Linked DNA regions of Mus musculus: region 2 is linked to region 1. The links are chromatin contacts, called in public promoter capture Hi-C maps. All regions are on one chromosome and are shown on one strand. The core of a region is the stretch at or near the end of the contact, and the rest is flanking DNA. Distances in the headings are between cores, read along the strand shown. Region 1 holds the start of Ltv1 (LTV1 ribosome biogenesis factor). Region 2 overlaps Phactr2 (phosphatase and actin regulator 2).

Region 1 (5,918 bases), core at 1,252-3,751:
ATAAGCTCTGCGGGCCCAGAGGGCTCCTTCAGGTGCTGCAAGTAATCATAATCGTCGTCGAAGAACACGCCGTACTTCCTCTGCTCAGCCCGTCTTTCCTCGTCATTGACCTTGGACAACAACACGGAGTTAGCTATCCTGCCACGAGTAAGGCCAGGACCCTGACAACTTTTGTAGACAGCACAGGAATAGTGGCTGATAGGAATCATTAGTTCCTGACAAATACCACAACTACAGAGAGTCCAAAACATAGTGCTACATACAATTATAACAGAATGACAACAAGCCAGGCTGAGGCAGGCCATTAGAACCCACCAACGTATGGTATGACAAGCCTGAAAAACGCAGACCTGGTCTCAAAGACAAAGTGAAGCAGGAGCACATACACATAACACGAGTGAGAACGAGTCTTTCTTTCTTTTTTTTTTTTAATTTTTTATTAGGTATTTAGCTCATTTACATTTCCAATGCTATACCAAAAGTCCCCCATACCCACCCACCCCCACTCCCCTACCCACCCACTCCTCCTTTTTGGCCCTGGCGTTCCCCTGTACTGGGGCATAGAGAACGAGTCTTTCAACTAGACAATTCTGCATGGCAAATCTAGGTAAGAAATATATGTAACATACACTCAAAAAATGTCACTGGAGGCTTAGAAGAAAAGATTTGGAAGCTTTGACAGTAAGTATAGTTTCTTGTACTTATACCCAAAGAAAGCTTTTCATGAAGTGGTGTAATGGGTGGCTTTAAGGAAAAGTTAAAGGGAGGCAAATGCCTCGAAATACTTAAAACGTTTTTTTACACTTTTAATGAGTGTGTATGTGCAGCTAATACACACAGAGGACAAAAGGGAGTAGCAAAACCCCCGGAACAGTTGTTATAGATGGCTGTGACTCTACATATGGGTGCTGGGAACCGAACCTGGGTCCTCTGCAAGAGCAGCAAGTACTTAAACACTGAGCCATCTTTCCAGCATCCCCCAAAATGTTTCCATTATCCATCTTTAACAAGTGTGATGCTAACATAAACCAACCTACTCACGGCCCCTCTAGGATTGCCAAAGCTATCCATGAGCTTGGATGTTCTGTATTTCATGACATGAGAGACGAGGGGGCAAATGGAAGACTACTGTAATATGGGGGAATCCCAAGAGAAAGCAGAGACTGAGCATACCGCCATAGCCTAAATAATACTGTGCAGATGGAGGCTGTGAACTAGTGAACTTGACTAATATTCTATAAGATCTCTTTATTTAATAATCTCAAAGATGCTTTAGCCTGTCAATCAAAATAAATACACAACATCAAACATCAGCACAGAAACTGGAAACTGAGTCACAGCTCTTTTTTTTATTTTTTTAAGAGGACCAACTTCTGAGAATGCCCGGCATGCTTAAGTTCCCTGGGTTCCATGTTCAGGACTACAAAACTACCATTCACCTAAAAACGTAGTGGCTCCAGAACAGGACCTACCTTTTGTGTAGGCAAGAGAACCCTCTGGGGTGCAGTTTCATCTGCGGCTAAAGGATCTCGCTGGCTCCGGTGGACCAGGTGAAAAGACACAGCTTTCTTCTTCTCTATAAAGGGCTTTTTCTTTCTGTGAGGCTACAAAATAATCAGGAAAGGTCAATAAAACAGAACCCCCACACAGTGGGCAACGCCACAGCCACAGGTACACTCAGTTAAGCATGTGGAGGGTGAACAGATATTTCAGATTTGTACACCTAAGCCAGACAGGACAGGAGTCCCTGTCTCCTGAAGGATCCATACTTACCTTCGCCAACAAACCCTGGCTAGGCACCTACTCTGAGACACTTGTTCAAAGGTGCTGGGGAATATGTGGGGCAGTGTGAGAAACTCTCCGCTCTTAGCAAGTAAATCAGTAAGAGGGAAAATCAAACAGGATTTTCAAATCAAAAGCAAATGCCTGAAGTCTCTCTTAATGGGTGCTCTGGGAAGGTCCCCGAAAAGTTTTATCAACAAGACAAGGAGCCTGCCACAAGAAAATATAGACAGACACTTCATCTACAAGGTAGTAAATAAGATTAGGGCACAGACAACTAAGGTTCAGATGATTTACTCCTCGATACATTCGTATTTGCTCTTCAGCTCTGGGTCTAACCAGAGTTGCTACCCAGTGGCCCAAGTGAACCCCGGAAGCAGGGGGCGGAGCTTCTGCGTCACAGGGACGGAGTTACCCAAAGCCTTCAGGACTGGAAACTCCGGGCGTTTGGCGAAAGGGAAACCTTCTTTCTCCTTCCGAAGTGCCCCGGGGGTGACGAAGGTGACTGGTGCCGGGAGAGTGACAGGACTCGGGGCACCAAGCCACGCGGCCAGTGGCCTAAGTCAGCCGCAGGGAGCGGCTCCCTCCCGGAGCACCGCGGTTTTCTCACCATGATGAGGCAGGGACACCCTCTCCGGAACCGCGGCAGCCGAACCGCCGCTCCCCGGTACCTGCCGGCAGCTCCACACGTGGGTCCACAGGGCTAGGGCAGCACGTCACACGATGGCGGGGCAAGGAGCCAATCGCCGGCGAGCCGCTAGGCTGTAGCCGGAAGTTGCGTGAGCCCGCGGTGACAGAACCTTCCCGGGGACTTCCGGGAGGTGGGGCTAGCAGGACCTTCAGTGGGCGGGGCTTTCTGGCTGGAGTTGGTGGCGGCAGGGAGTAGCCTACTTACCTGAGGGCAAGTTTCAGGTTCCAACCTGGGGCTTCAGATATTCCTTACCTGTGCTTAACTCAGAACAAACAAAACAAAAACAATCAAAAACAAACGAAAACAAGACCAAGGCTGTGCAGGTTCATGACAGGAAAGTGGTCACTTCCCTGGCTTCTTCTTCTTCTTTTTTTTTTTTTTTAATATGTTTGTTTGTTTGTTTGGTTGTTTGGTTGTTTGGTTGGTTGGTTGGTTGGTTTTTCGAGACAGGGTTTCTCTGTGTAGCCCTAGGCTGTCCTGGAACTCACTCTGTAGACCAGGCTGGCCTCAAACTCAGAAATCCGCCTGCCTCTGCCTCCCGAGATTAAAGGCGTGCTCCACCACTCCCTGGCCTTCCCTGGCTTCTTGACCTAAGGGGAATCAGTTGCCTAGCAATGTCCAACCAAGGCCTAGCTTCAATAGGCAGAGTCTAACATCTTTAGGGTTTTCGTATTACATCTTTTTGATGAACAACTCCCAACCGTACCTTTAGCACAGTCCATAAGTGTTGGTATTCTGTCTGGACTCCACCCCCACAGATACCTGGCAATTGCCAGGTATTCGCTGCCCCACGGTTACCTGGCAACAGCCAGGTAGACCTGGCCCTATAAAAGGGGCTGCTTGTCTCCCCCTCTCCCATCCTCTCTCATTTGCCTTTCTTTTGCCTCTTGCCCTCTTGCTCCCCATTCCCTCCCCCCCTTGCTCCATGTGTCATGGCCCGCCTCTACTTCACTACTCTCTCCTTCTCTCTGCCTTTCTCTGCCTCGTCTACTTTCTTAACTCCCCTCTCCATGCCCTGAATAAACTCTATACCCCCTTCTCCCAGACCCCGCCAGAACTTATCGTAATAGCTCTTTCTCTTTTTATGATCACAACACTAAGATTATTGGTTTTAGGGGCATTTGATGTAATAAAATAAATTCCGAAGCTCTGATGATTGCATATTTTTTTAAGATGAAAACTAATAAAAACCCAAGGTGGTTTTTTGTTTTTGTTTTTTGAGACAGTGTCTCATGTAGCCCAGCCTTCTGTCCAACTTGAACTACGTATCCTCCTACTTGCATCACGCTAGTGTTGGGCGTATTCGATGTGTGTGATGCTGAAGACTGAAGCCAGCCAGGGCTTCCTGCATGCTCGGAGAGCACCCTAACACGTTTTCTGTGACTACATCTCCATCCCCCAAGTTGTTGCTCACATATTTTGTGGTGCCTTAAGCAAATAGGATTTTAAGTGTAATTTCTTAGGAAGATTTCCGTCGGATGCTGGAGAGGAGCGTGATGAAATAATCCAACATTCTATCAGTAGACGCTTGCTTTCTCATTCCCAATTGCTAGTGGTTTTTTTTTTTTCTTCAATGTCTTGAGTTCTGTTGAAATGTCTCTATAATTATAGCCAAATATTATCATTGTAAATGTTTGTGGGCTACTGTTCTTTTTCTACAAGAAAAATAATGGAAATAGTTTAGATCAGAACCACACGTTTTGTCATGAGAAAATGTTTTGTAAAGTACATATATAGTTTAACATATCTTTATGCTAACTAGCCATCATTCTTTGCTATTTGAAAGCAAGATTTATATGGGAAGCACCAGGCTCAGTTCAATCTGTTTTATTTACTACTGGATCTAGTTCTTGATACACACACCCAATAAATATTTGTTTATGGGAATTAATGATTTGGCATTCTACCTGAATAACCAATTTCCCCACTATGACTCTGTGAGAGAGGGGCTATTAGGTGCCCTTATGAGCATTTTTACTGCAACCCAAAATTCCCAGAAGAAAAAGCCATATTTGTGTTGAAGATTTTAAATGACTAATTAGAACTTCATGATTGTGGAAAGTTGGAATGTTGCCTATATTCAGTACCCCCTTAGTAGCTAACTCATTGTCCTCCTCTGGGTCTGACCTGGCAACCTTTTGGCTATTAGGTAAAACATTTGACATGTATTCTTGCAACCACTGTTTCCACCAACCCCAAAGCTAAGAATGACATCAGCTAACATCCCAAACCACCGCAGAGTTGTCCCAGCACTACTGCAACCTGTCTACCTGTGATAGCCCAGCAGTGTATTTGGAAAATGCATTTATTTATGATTGTTTATGGGTTGTTGTTTTTTTTTTTTTCCTGAGACAGGGTTTCCTCTGTGTATCCCTGGCTGTGGTACTCATTCTGTAGATGAGGTTATCCTCAAACTCAGAGATCATCCTGCCTCTGCCTCCTGCGTGCTGGGATTAAAGGAGTGTGTCAAGCCAGCCTAAAGACCTTTCGTTTCTTTTCTTTTTCTTTTTTTAAGGTGTACTTTCTTTAAGATTTATTTATTTATTTATTTATTTATTTTTTTAATGCATATGAGTACACTATAGTTTCTTCAGACACAGTAGAAGAGGGCATCAGATACCGATACCATTATAAATGGTTGTGAGCCACCATGTGGTTGCTGGGAATTGAACTCAGGACCTCTAGAAGAGCAGTCAGTGCTCTTAATCTCTGAGCTATTTCTCCAGACCTCTTTTCTATTCTTTTTCTTTCCTTTCCTTTTCTTTTCTTTTCTCTTTTCTTTCCTTTTCCTTTCTTTTCTTTTTCTCTTTTCTTTTCTTTCCTTTTCTTTTCTTTCCCTTTCCTTTTCTTTCTCTCTCTCTCTCTCTCTCTCTCTCTCTCTCTCTCTCTCTTTCTTTCTTTCTTTTAATTCTTTTTGAGACAAGCTCTCAGTATGTGGCTGTCCAGGAACTTACTATGTAAGACAGGCTGATCAACCTGCCTCTGCCTCTGGAGTGCTGGGGTTAGATGTATAATTCTTTAAAGAAAAAGAAATAATAGAAGTTCACATGTCCTCTTCCACTTCCACGGTTAATCGGGGCAATTGGAATCCGTTCCTGGATGTGGCACTCACATTTGGAATAAGGGTGAACTTATTTCTCCCTGAGATGAGAGATATGTTTCGTATCAGCATGAGAGATACTAAAAAACAAGGTATCAAAAAAGAGACTTTTCATAGTAAACATAACTGATAGGGTGGAAATTGTGAGACATAACCTGGGTTTCTAAACCATATTGCTTTCTTATACACAATAACAATATTCATGTTTTACCATTTATTGCTCTAAGACAAACACATAACATAGAGCAAAGAACTTTCTATTTACTATGCCATTTAATTCCTTCCATAGATCTGTGAAGCCCAATGAGATAATACTGAGATGGATGTCTGACGTTCAAAGAATTG
Region 2 (5,489 bases), core at 410-2,909, 110 kb after region 1:
CCCTGAACTTAGGGCTAGGCTGACAGCCAGCATGCCTCAGTGGTCCTCCTGTCTCTGCTCAGCACAGTGCTCGGGGTCCAGGCACAAACCATCAAGTCCCCTTTTTATGGGAGTGCTGGAGGTTCAAACCCAGGTCCTGATGCTTATGTAACAAGCACTCTTGCCCACAGGTTCCCAAATCCAGAACTATTCTAAAAGACAAGTCATATATGTATATATATATATTTGGTTTTTCGAGACATGGTTTCTCTGTATAGCCCTGGCTGTCCTGGAACTCACTTTGTAGACCAGGCTGGCCTTGAACTCAGAAATCCACCTGCCTCTGCCTCCCAACTGCTGGGATTAAAGGCGTGCTCCACCACTGCCCGGCTTGACAAGTCATATTTTAATGTATCATAGCCCCCAACGAGGTAAATAAACTTAGAGATCTGTATTTTTAGGGTCCTTTCTGCTCTAAGATGCATGGAGGAGTACACAAAAGGTTTCTGCCCCCTGGATTTGGGGGAGATAACATTTCCAGTTGTCCATCTTCCTTCCCTTTCCTAACACTTTCCTTTTCTAGTATTTTGGCACTGGGGGTTTTTAAAGACCGCCATTCTGCTATTTCAGCACGTTTTAGCACATGACTTACTCAGATTCAGTAGTAGTCAACATTTTCTATAAGAGTGGAGAGTGGGGTTACTGTCCACACCACATTAGCAAGGACTTAGTCACTGTTAAGGAGAGGCCAGGTACAGAGGGGAGATTCCAAACTCATCCCCCAACACACATGTGTGCACGCATCCATGTAAGGAGAGTTGTCACGTACAGCTGATACAGAGTGACACATTCAGGATTCAATGTTTCCCTGTCCTTCATTTTTAAGTCACTGAGGTCATTTTAACAATAAAATTTTGACACTCAAAAGCCAATTCAAAGGGCTGAAATTTATTCTGTAATTATGGAGCGTCCTCATTTCCCATGATGAGAGAAGCGTTGGACAATGAGGGAAAAGAAACCCCAAGGTTTATGCTTCTGTCCCTAGGCTCCTAAGAAGCAGAGAGCATGAGCTATTCATTCATTGGACCACATTGGATGCTTTTGCTCTCCCAACAGCCAGAAGTATTAATTTAGTAATAACAGAACGCATAATGTCTCATATTTCTTGAGCACTTACTATTTGCCACAAACTCAGCAAAGTGCTTTGCCTGCACTAATTTGGGCTAATTTCACAACAGTGTGAGAGACAGGTATTGAAAGAGGGCATTATTTCTGCAATTAAATAGTGAGAGAGCCATTGAGACTGAGAACCTAACTGGGGATCAGGCATTCCGTGTGCACTTGTTTATATTCACAAAGACAAAGATTAAAAATATACTGAGTAAGTAATATAAAAGTTATCCTACTGCAGTAACACAAGAGTTAAATGCCGGAGTTTGGATTTTAAGTCATAGCCACCTGCTTCTAGCACTAGTAATCCCAACCAGTTTCTTACAAGGCTGGCTTCAACTCAATGCTATGTACCTGGAAAATCCAGGGAGATCACAGAGCCAGTGGGATCGACTGACTTCTTGCTCTGAAATCGCTCGCACTCTGCTGAGGAAGCAGACATAGCCAGTGGGCCATGCAAACCAAAACCAAAAGTCAACTGGACTCATGGGAGGGAGGAAGGAACTCTAGCTGAGTGTGCTGGGAGTGTTTCTTAGGAAGGACTGTGACCTGGGGTCAGATGAGAGAATTAAGAAGGGAACAAGTACCCTGCAGGGAGTGAGTCCAGGATGGTTGAGCGTTTCGTAGCTTCTTGCTATTGCCGGGCTGAGCTCACAATAGACACATGAAATATATTTATGGGAAAATATGAACAACTTATAAGGTCATGTTTTTGACCATGTGAAATGATCAAATATGAAGAGTTCAAAGAGAAACAGGAGAGTTTTGGACTTCCCATGAATGGCAGATGCACAGTGCCAGTCATCTGATTCAGGGAACTTCCCTTCCACCAGGCTGCCTGCATTAGCATCCCTGAGCATATCCAGGGAGCCAGAAGCATCTCCTGCTATCTCTAAAGCAGCCAACTGTAAACCAGAAAGCAAAGCAGGCGTTGCACAACCAGGACAGCCAATAAATCTCGGTTACTGTTCTGGATTTTGATCATGAAATCAGGGCGGTGAACTGTAAGCCAGAGAGAAGAGATCTGGATCCCGGACCAACTCAGCTACTTCAGCAGCAGCCCCATGACCTTGAGTGAGGACCCCGATTTTTCAACGCTGTAAATCAGGATACTGGGCTAAGTGATCTCACGGTGCCTCTCCAGCTACTCAGGGTTCTCTTGGTTCTCCACTTGCGTTGGCTGAGTCACATTGAAGACCAGCTCTGAGTGCTGCATGGATACTGCTCATCACCCATCACTACAGAACAGGGAATAGGTCCTATTTATATTGTTCCATTTAGTCCAAGAGGAAGGGGAAGCCCAGAGAAATCAGGTAATTTGTCTAAGGTCATAGGGCTGATGAGACAGAGCTCTGGTCTGCCTCCACAACGCCCTTTACATAAAACAGGAAGAGAGTGCTGTTGTGGGTGAGAGTAAATCTCTGTTTCAAAAGAGTATAAGATATAAATGCAGAGCGTGAATCATGCCCTGTTTTTGCCCTCAGCCACGTGCTTGGATTTGTCCAGAGTTGGGGAAGGTACTGTTTTGATCTCTCAAACAACGTCTCATGCCATCACAGTTCATTTACATTTGTGGTAGGCACAGTGTAGTGTTAATTTAATAGATATTTTCCCCCTCATTTTCCATTGAGTGTTCTCATTTCATTGTACAGAGAATTGTTATTTACCATAAAATTAATTCTCAAAATTCAAAAGTATCAATTTTTTAAACTTAAAAAAAAAACAAAAAACAAAAAAACAAAAAACAGAAGCGGCCATTCCTTCTGAATTCCCAAAGGAAAACGCTACTAAAGATTTCCGTCTGCCCGTTAAGCTCTGACAGAAAATTCCAGAGTTTAAACTTGTGGCCCGAAGTGTAGGATAGTCTGTTTGTGCAGCTGTGTGACATCCTGATTCACTGACGTGCACAGCATCCCCTAGACTTGCTACAGGGTATTCTACAGATTAAATAAAGTCATTCATGTATGGGGATTAATGGGATTCCGATTGAGTGGGCAAAGGGTCATTTTGTGAATGTAAAAAAAAATCAAATTTAATAAAAACACAAAGTATTTTAATTTTTGAAAACCATTACAGCCATGATAAGCAAAGGTTTCTTTACCAACAGATGAGGGGTTGGTATAGGAACAAGAAGTGGCTAAAGGAATGAAAACTAAGACAGGAACCAAGCAGTCTCTGACCTTGCTACCCTCAGGCCCTTAGCATCTCCTACAGCAACTCCAGACTCTGGGGTGAATGAAGGGTTGCTGGACTCGGGAAAAGAAGACAATTCCTGTACATTCTTTGTGGACAACCTGCCAAGTAAGACAGAGTTTCACCTCATTGGTTTGGGGATAATGATCACCCTGTTTAGGCTGAGCACACACAGATGGATGAAAATTAGGGGAGAAAATGAAAGGTCTTATATATAAAATATTAAGTTAAACAAAACAAAACAAAATGTAGCCCTGGTGAATTGGGTATATAATCACCAATATATAGGAAGCCAGGAGGATTTCAAGTTCAAATTCTTGCTGGGTTACACAGACTGAGTTCAATAGTAGTCTGGACAATTTAGTAACACCCTATCTCAATACAGAAAAGAAACAAAAAAGATTAGGGAAGGGGCTAGGGAGATTGCCCAGTTAGTAATGTGCTTGCTAGACAAGTTTGAAAGCCTGAGTTTGGAACCCCAGGACCCATGTAAAAAGCTGGATGTGGTGGCACCTCTGCATTGGGGAGGTGAAGGCAGACGGACCTCTGGGACTTGCTTGATAGCTTAGCAGTACAGGTGATCTTTATACTCAGTGGGAGACTCTGTCTCAGAAAATATGGTACACAAATAGTGATGAGGACCCATGACGATGTTATCTACAGGTATGTGCCCCCCCCCTCTCTGTGTGTGTGTGTGTGTGTGTGTGTGTGTGTGTGTGTGCAGGCTTGGGATATAGACCGATCCTATATAGAATGCCAGCCTAGTATGTAAAAGGCCCTAGATTCAATCACATTATTTTAATAAACAAAAAAGTGCATAAATAAAAATAAAATCTAGTCAATAACATAATTTAAAGTCCATGGCCAAATTTTCATTCACCCAAAATCATGGAAAGTTTCCCATAGGATGAATAGGGCAGAAATATCAACAGACCAGCCAAAAGAAAGGTGGGTACGATCTCTTAAAATGTTTTATAGTATGTATGTATGTATGTATGTATGTATGAATGTATGTATCATCTATCTATCTATCTATCTATCTATCTATCTATGCATCTATCTATCTTCTATCATCTCCAACTATTACCTAGTAACCTCATCAAGTCTCCAAAGCAGGTATCTGCTAAGAAACTGTTGGCCACACATAATCCTGGATTATTTCCTGGAGACAGACATGAACTTTGCAGGCATATAGAGAGAAAACAGGATGCTGGAAGAGAGATCCCACAGAGGAGGATTTATGTCGATTCGTCATGCAGGGTCCCAAGGCTCCAGATTTATATCCTCGTGGTCCGGCCTCAGAGATGAGTGCAAACAAGCCAGGCATTTGAACTTGGAGCAGCAAATGGAAAGGACTGAGGATGATGGATGGATCTCAGGGATGCAGCAGAGGAAGGAGAGGAGCTGCCTAGAGGTCTCCACGGCCCCAACCTCTACAGAGTGTGGGAGCTGTTAGGCGGAGAGTGAACTTAGGGGAAATACTGTTAGGCTGTGTTTAGATCCCATGAACCTCAGGTGTTGGCAGGACATCTGGGGGAAGATGTCCAAAGACAGTCAGGACTGCATTACTGACACACTAGGCAAGAAGTTGGAGTTGAATTTGGTGGAGTCTTCCAAACAAAAGCAGCTGCAGAGGGATGAAGATAAACTCAGGGAAACAATTACATTGGGAACAAGTAAGCTCTGTGCAATAAGAAACCTTGAACGTTTTTTGGCACCGATGATGATTGAGCCCAGGAAAAGATCTGTTTGCTGTTTGTTTAAATGCATAAAGTGTGAAGGGAGCTGAAGCACAAACACGGTCTGAGAAGGCCCCGGGGTTGGAGAGGTGAAAAGGTCCAGGGAAGAGGGCTGCAGAGCCATGCTAGCCAGATTGCTTGTCCAGCCGTGCGCAGACCAAAGACAGACTAACTTCCTTAGGGTGGCAACAAGACTTGCAGTGGTGGGGAGAATCTGAACCTCATCTGGTGACTATGAGGTCACCAGGAAGTCAGGAGATGATGTCAACAAAGGCACGTTCAAGAACACTCACCAGATGACACAACTTCACATGAAGATGTGCACACCCTAGAGCAAGATGGTGGCAAGTAGCACAGAGAGCCTGGGAGAGGTCAATTCTACCCTTTGTGTAGGATTGCCACTAAAGA

What was found. Promoter capture Hi-C pulls out the DNA fragments that hold promoters and counts their contacts.
Region 2: a promoter capture Hi-C map of macrophages shows a contact between it and region 1, with 6 read pairs. The contact joins the enhancer-like site here to the promoter of Ltv1 in region 1. A contact is called at or near these places in 2 of 39 promoter capture datasets (macrophages and stem cell-derived epiblast-like cells), 7 of 484 Hi-C or Micro-C datasets (bone marrow-derived macrophages, muscle stem cells, myeloid progenitors and 3 more), 3 of 115 datasets of contacts at active chromatin or transcription factors (bone marrow-derived macrophages, embryonic stem cells and forebrain) and 4 of 9 other capture datasets (adipose tissue, liver, macrophages and 1 more).

What each region holds. Positions count from the first base shown.
Region 1 is chr10:13,190,636-13,196,553 of GRCm38.p6, forward strand. It overlaps Ltv1 (LTV1 ribosome biogenesis factor), which reads right to left and starts at 2,502. Exons shown (of 11, transcript NM_181470.4): 1 at 2,393-2,502; 2 at 1,473-1,604; 3 at 1-110. The coding sequence starts at 2,395.
Region 2 is chr10:13,298,727-13,304,215 of GRCm38.p6, forward strand. All of the region lies in intron 1 of Phactr2 (phosphatase and actin regulator 2), which reads right to left. Among named protein-coding and RNA genes, the nearest start is that of Gm46211, 75 kb to the left of the region's middle. Within about 2 kb of position 1,660, at least 31 of the 459 cell types and tissues checked have an H3K27ac peak or open chromatin away from gene starts, as enhancers often do. A contact at or near this core is called in adipose tissue, bone marrow-derived macrophages, macrophages and 1 more, where this site is marked.